2 separate regions of the Sus scrofa genome follow, and region 1 is linked to region 2. Evidence: chromatin contacts called from public Hi-C data. All regions are on one chromosome and are shown on one strand. Each heading gives the region's core, a stretch centred on a gene start, on an enhancer-like site or on the middle of the called end of the contact. The rest is flanking DNA. Distances are from core to core; before and after follow the strand shown. Region 1 has its middle 120 kb from the start of GJA1. Region 2 overlaps LOC102158650 (a long non-coding RNA gene).

Evidence for each region. A called contact is a pair of places that touch in the nucleus more often than the background predicts.
Region 1: a Hi-C map of retroperitoneal adipose tissue shows a contact between it and region 2, with 2.1 times the contacts expected there. The contact joins two enhancer-like sites. A contact is called at or near these places in 4 of 47 Hi-C or Micro-C datasets (embryonic fibroblasts, mesenteric adipose tissue and retroperitoneal adipose tissue).

What each region holds. Positions count from the first base shown.
Region 1 is chr1:40,882,962-40,886,240 of Sscrofa11.1, forward strand. No RefSeq gene overlaps it. Among named protein-coding and RNA genes, the nearest start is that of GJA1, 120 kb to the right of the region's middle. Within about 2 kb of position 1,725, at least 7 of the 83 cell types and tissues checked have an H3K27ac peak or open chromatin away from gene starts, as enhancers often do. A contact at or near this core is called in retroperitoneal adipose tissue, where this site is marked.
Region 2 is chr1:40,661,689-40,665,257 of Sscrofa11.1, forward strand. LOC102158650 (a long non-coding RNA gene) reads left to right here. Exons shown (of 3, transcript XR_001305940.2): 1 at 1-832. Among named protein-coding and RNA genes, the nearest start is that of GJA1, 340 kb to the right of the region's middle. Within about 2 kb of position 2,218, at least 13 of the 83 cell types and tissues checked have an H3K27ac peak or open chromatin away from gene starts, as enhancers often do. A contact at or near this core is called in retroperitoneal adipose tissue, where this site is marked.

The sequences.
Region 1 (3,279 bases), core at 475-2,974, 220 kb after region 2:
CCGAACCCGCAACCTCATGGTTCCTAGTCGGATTCGTTAACCACTGCGCCACAACGGGAACTCCTGAAATGTTATTTCTGATACATTCTTTCAGTCCTTAGAATTTCACAGCACTTTTGTTCTCTTTGTAAATCCCTGCTACCCTCATCCCCACTTCCCGTCTGCGCTGCATGACACCTTATTCTCACATCTCCTGTAGACCTTAACAAAGGTGTTTAGCAGGACGTTGTATCTTTGTTTCCCCCTTCGTCCAGACTGTGAGAGTCCCCCCGAGGGCAGACCTGGCTCTAATTTATATTTGTACTACCCATATACTGTACTACAATGCCTGGAACATGGTAGGTGGTTATGAAATCATGGCTAAGAACACAGACAAAAATATATATGTATATAGTTTTATATATATGTATATATATTCATATATAATTCTTTTCTTTTTTTGGCCTTTTTAGGGCTGCATCCACAGCATGTGGAAGTTCGTAGGCTAGGGGGCAAATCACAGCTGCAGTTGCCAGCCTATGCCATAGCCACAGCAACATGAGATCCAAGCCACGTCTGTGACCTACACCACAGCTCACATCAATGCTGGATCCTTAACCACTGAGCAAGGCCAGGGATCGAACCCACATCTTCACAGATACTAGTAGGATTCATTACTGCTGAGCCATGGGAACTCCTAGAATTCCATGTTTTGGCCATGCCCATGACATGCAGAAGTTCCAGGGCCAAAGGGATCAAACTCATGCCACAGATGTGACCAAGCCAAAAAGGGACAATGCCAGATCCTAAATTCCTAGGCTACCAGAGAACTCAATATAGTTTCTTCTTTTAATAGACTCTAGTATTATTTTACTCTGTAAAAATGAAGAGGTGATTTAAGCCAGTCTTCTAGTCATTAAAGTCTAATATAAATTTTCTAATAATCAGATAATTTATAATTGATGGTATAAATTCATTCTGAAATGGATAGTACTATTAATCCATCACTGAGTTTTAGTGTATTGAAAATTCGTGCCCAAATACCAATTAAGATTCTTTATTTGCTAAAATTACCATAAGTACCATCAAAACCAAGTTTAAATTATAGAGGAAAGTATTTCCAATAAAGATTTAATCCATAACACAAAAGAATCATGGCTTAGTTAATTCTTCAAACATTATGGCTTAAAGAGGATTAAGTGGTATGCCATGATCCAGGTGATGAAATCTCAGTAATCCTCTTAAAAAACTTCTTAGAAAAAGAATTTTCTAAAATGAGGTTGTTATATACATCAAGGAGCTTTGCAATTCTTTGAAAAGTTACATCATCTACTGGACGCCCACCCAAGATACCACGGAGGATAGTGTAATAACATACCAGGCTAATGAGAATATTCTACTAATGAGAACAGTCAGGAATATGAAAACTTAGGCTGATAAAAATAACCAGTGCCGTCATGACTTAACCACAAATTTTATGTGCTTTTTTTTTTCCTTTTAGACACTAATTAATCATTATTTAATAAACCACAGATGTGTCAAATAGCTGTTACCGCAAAATCCACTTTTTTTTCTTTGAATTGGCAAAGTCAGTTGAAAGTGCCCCAGTGTTAAAAGAAAACTCCAGGTGCTAAAATGATTTAAATTTATCTAAATTCCGTTTGAATTCAGGGCCCTCTTATCTTGTGCTTACATAAGGAATTTTCACGAGTTTATTTTAGTAGATAAAGTAGCATAACAGTTCGCTAAATATGCTATAATCTGAGCTATCCTAAAAGGAAAGTCAAAGAATCCGATATGAACCAGGCTGAATCAAAACCTACTATTTAGAAATGGGAAAAATACAAAATTGTTCATTTCTTCTGAAATCTTTTTCTCTAAATTTATAAAGTCAATTAGAGTTACATAGAAAATGGTTTTAGAAAAGTTGAGGATGGTTTAAGCGATATCCTTGTTAAAACTGTGAGTGTGAGAGGAGAAAAAAAAGAAAACAGAGTTTAGCCAGGACGTGAGTCAATCAGGATGTGACACAACATAGTAACGGAAAACATCGGGCAAAGACACGTCTTCTTCAACCGGGAAAAGCGATATGTGATTTTAAAAGCAGGGAAATATCAGGGGACAAAAGCTGCTAGTGCTCATATGTGTGAGTCCTCAAATGAGATAATCATAGTACACATCCATTTTCCTTTTCCTTGTCAGTGAGTGAGTCAGCCTATTCCTCAGAATCTATCAATGATTTTCTTGTTATGATGTTATTCCTATCACAGCAGTAATACTCATTTATTAAAGATGACCACAGGGGAGAATGGCCAGAGAACCTAGGAAAAGTGAAATATCCTAAAATGTAAAAACAAGGTGGCATATATTTTATTCCATACATTCGATGCCTTTAAATTTCATGCCAAAGAAGTTTACCAGGGAATTTTCTTTTTTTAATGACCAGAAAGTATCCACAGTAGGTAAATTGATAGATCAGGCTGTTATCTGAATGCATCATCTCCACTTGGTGATTCTTTGACTCTAAATAGCTTTTTACAATAATGAATATCCAACTGCCATTGCTAGATCATACTTTTGGGTCTGTCACGGATATGACTGTCCATTGTCAGTTTATTATGATAATGGCACTATTTACTGTAGCTGCAATATGTGAAATAATAAATTTTTAAATTTTTTAAAATACATGGGGTTCCAGCTGTGGTGCAAAGGGATTGGTGGCATCTCTGCAGGGCCAGGATGCAGGTTCGACCCCCAGCCACAAATAGTGGGTTAAAGGATCCTGCATTGCTATAGCTACAGCCTTCGTTGCAACTGAGACTAGTTTCTGATCCCTGGCCCGGGAACCCCACAGGCTGTGGATGACCATAAATAAATAAATAAATAAATAAATAAATAAATAAAATACACACATGTAGGAGTTCCCTGGTGGCTCAGCAAGTTAAGAATCCAGGATTGTCACTGATATGGCTCTAGTTACTGCTATTACACAGGTTCTGTCTCTGGCCCAGGAACTTCCACATATAGGTGTAGCCAAAATAAAATACAAACGCATATACGCACATTTAATGGACAGTAATAACAGTCTCATAAAAAAATTGTTGCTGTTAAATAATATCTTCTCCCAAAATGTCATGACAATTACATACAGCATTACCAGAATTAGAACCTTCAGAAAAATAAAGCAAATTATTTTCTTGACACAAATCCTCTTTCACTTAAATACCTTTCCTAAAGATGTGGCCAGAGAAGCTGTCTGATCTTCAGAACATATTATAATAGTCATTTTTAAGGTGTCTT
Region 2 (3,569 bases), core at 968-3,467:
AGAATTTCAGCAGAAAAGTGAAACCATGTATCTGCTACTCAAAGAAAAGTTCAGTCCAGAGATATAAAGGTGGAAATCATAAAAAAAAAAAAAAGTGGTGATTGAAACCAGAAAAATTAATGAGAGTACATAAACAAAGAAATGCAAAGCAAGAAAGAAGAGAATTTGAAGAGGGTTCTGAAGAAGGCCACTACTTAAGAAGAATAGAATAGAAAAATTAGTGAAAGAGGAATTTGCAGGGTCAGAAAAGCAGAAAGAATGTTGCTTTTTGTAATCTTTTACAGAAGAAGAAATTGTGTAATTGGTGATTTCAGCATTTTCCAGAACATTTACCACAATTCTTTGCACATAGTATATGCCCTAAATATTTACTTGGTGCACAAGACATGAGGAATAAATTCACATAAATATTTTTATTATTTTTCTTTTGATTGTTATGTTCTTAGCAATCACCCCCGTGCCACTCCTATTCCTTTTTTTTTAATTCCATCTTTTCTGAGAAGTCACTGCGGGGTTTCTGTTATTGGCAGACTCTAACCTCTAGGGGGAGCTCAAGGAGAGGAGGACTGAATAAGGGTCACGTCTAAGGCTACATTGGGTCATGGTAGTAGTAGACTGAGTTTTTGGTGAATTAGCAGGGAATTAGAAGGAATTAGCCTCCACTAGGCTGAATCGTTAATTCTTTTGAAATCTCGCCTTTTTAAAAATTTCACATGACAGAGAGCAGATCCAGGCTTGACTCTTACTTGGAAAAACTGCCCTAACCTGAAAAAACTGTAGGGTAGAATTCAAGGTTTAAAAATAATGGCCAAAAGACTGCATTTCACTCAAGGTAAGTGACTCTGAATGTCTATTTGTGTGAATGTATATGTGTGTGCATGTGTGTTTTCGAGAATTTGAACTTTGAAACGGGAACAAACTTACCACTCCCTCAAGTTTTTACAACTCCATTCATCTTCTATCTGGCCTTCATCACAGATTTTTGTTATATTTTTTGTCTCTATAGGCAATTGAGTTTGCAAATATTGTTTAAGTTTGGAAAAGTACGTTTTTACAATTTGCCCTCTCAGAGCCTTTATGGTTCAATATCTCAGAGTTCCTCTTGTGGCGTAGCAGAAATGAATCCCACCAGGAACCATGAGGTTGCAGGTTCCATCCCTGGCCTGGAGGAGTGGGTTAAAGATCTGGTGTTGCCATGAGCTATACTGTAGGTAGCAGATGAGGCTCAGATCTGGCATTGCTGTGGCTGTGGCTTAGGCTAGCAGCTGTAGCTCTGATTAGACCCCCTAGCCTGGGAGCCTCCATATGCTGCGGGTGCAGCCCTAAAAAGACAAAACACAAAAATAAATAAATAAATAAATAAATGTTCGATATCTCATACATTCCTACATTTCTCATCAGGAAAAACAACAACAACAAAAACAATTTCCTTTCTCGGAAGATGTGTTTTGCTCCATGTAGGGGAGTTTAGCAGGATAGATAGTGAGAGCTAAAATATTGCCTGCCATGACAGTAAACAAAGGATGTTGCAGCCACCAAGCCATCACATTGCAGCCAACTGGACAGCGAGCCCTGAGGAAACTCAGGATGGAGACAAATGGGCTGCTCACTGCGAAGCCCATCTAAGCAGTCAGCAGCTTCAGCTACCCCCTATGGTGCCCCCTGAGAAAACAGAGTATTGGCCCAGATAGCTGAGGTGAATATCAAAGGGGTGATTTCAGTGAGCTCAAACTCTTGCATCTTCCCATTCACAGAAAAGCACTAAATTCCTTAATGTAAAATGTATGGTTTTTTTTTTTTTCTTTTACTTTTTAGCCACATATGGAAGTTTCAGGCTAGGGGTGAAATTGAAGCTGCAGCTGCTGGCCTACACCACAGCCACAGTAACAAGGTATCTGTCTGCGTCTGCAAAACACACCACAGCTCACAACAATGAAGGATCCTTAAGCCACTGAGCTGGCCAGGGATCTAACCTGTATCCTCATGGATATTAGTCAGGTTCATTCCTGCTGAGACCCACAAGGGACACTCCTGAGTTCCTTTAATTGTTAATAATCCTTTGATGTTCTGACTGCTTGGTCTTTTGTTGAAAACTCCTATACATCCTAGCTCCCCATCATTGCCTCTCTGGAAAAGTTTTCAGTGTTGTTCGAGCTGTTGTGTCCTGGGCTTGAAGTCCTCAGAAAATCATCGGAGTAAAACATAACCCTCAAATTTTAGGTAGTGCTTTTTTTTTTTTTTTTTTCTTTCAGTCAATGGTACGTAATCCTTTGCACAAACCACAGAATTTGCCAGTCTGTCCTAGCTCTTTTGCTTTTGGGTTCAGTGTTTCCACTTGAACTGAGTTGAAATGATGGGAGCATCCCTCTTAAAGGGAACAAGGGTGGATCCTTCTTACGGATTGTGAATCATTGTTTCCTTATTGTCACTGAAAAATGTAATAGAGAAGACAAGATCTGAAGACAAAGTGTTCAGTATTACATGTTAGTCAAACCTTGTTTTTTTTTTACACTTGGAAAGAAAAGAAAGGATGCTGAAGTGAAAGCCTCCCTCTGTAGCTCTGTGATCACAGCCAAGGCAGGAGACTTCCCCAACCCAGAGGAGCATTCCAAAGCAGAAAGGATTAGGCAACCTCCACAAAGCAGGCACGCCGCCATTGGTCTGGGTTTCCCAGTGTAAAAAGCTCTTCTTCTGTTCTAAAAGGACAAACAGTTCAAGTCTCACCACGGGTAACTGGGAAAGTAGGGTAAAAAAGGATCTTCCAAACAGTAAACTGCCTATTTGTTTGATGATTATTTTGCAAGCCCAGTAAACAGATCTGTTTAAATCATCCATCCAGTCAAAAAAAAAAAAAAAAAAAAATCCGCCAATTACCTACCACATGGTGAGGGCTCTGCACCTGCACAGAGGTGTAAGACAAGATCCCCACCCCAGAGAGCTGATAGTCTAGCACTGCTGGCAAATATGAGTGAATTTCTCATTTCCACCATGACCCACAGTAATATTTTATGTTGAATCCATTTTCTTGAGAGCATTGTGAATCCATTGATCATAATCTCTACAATAAGAACAAGTAGCTAATATTAGTTCCCAGGTATGAGGCATTCTAGACATATTTTAAAATGTTGATTTTTTCAGCACCCCATGGCAAAGATTTTAAATGGATTTGATCAAAAGTCAAAAGGAGCCCTTTCACATGCTCTTGCTGAGAAACTTGGCATTGGGACTGTACCTAATTGAGAGACTTTGTTGGCTGAAGTGTGTTGGCTCCAAGCCCAATCACAGGACCCCTTGGAACAATGAGTAAGGCCATTAGTGTGCATGCCTAATCCCTAGTGACCTTGTGAAAGTCTCCCTCTTTCTTGGGATTTGCAGGTCCCATGGTTCCGTAGCATGGGAGAGTGACACGTTAATCCTGTTCTCTTTTCTCTCTCATCCTTACAGATTGCTACAGGCCATGGACTGTCCTATAAGTGGAGACTGAGTCATTTTTTTTTAACAACTTGACAGTGAAGCTTACATCAGAGTATGTTAAAATTATAAGTGCTATTAACTTTGAACAGCAATCT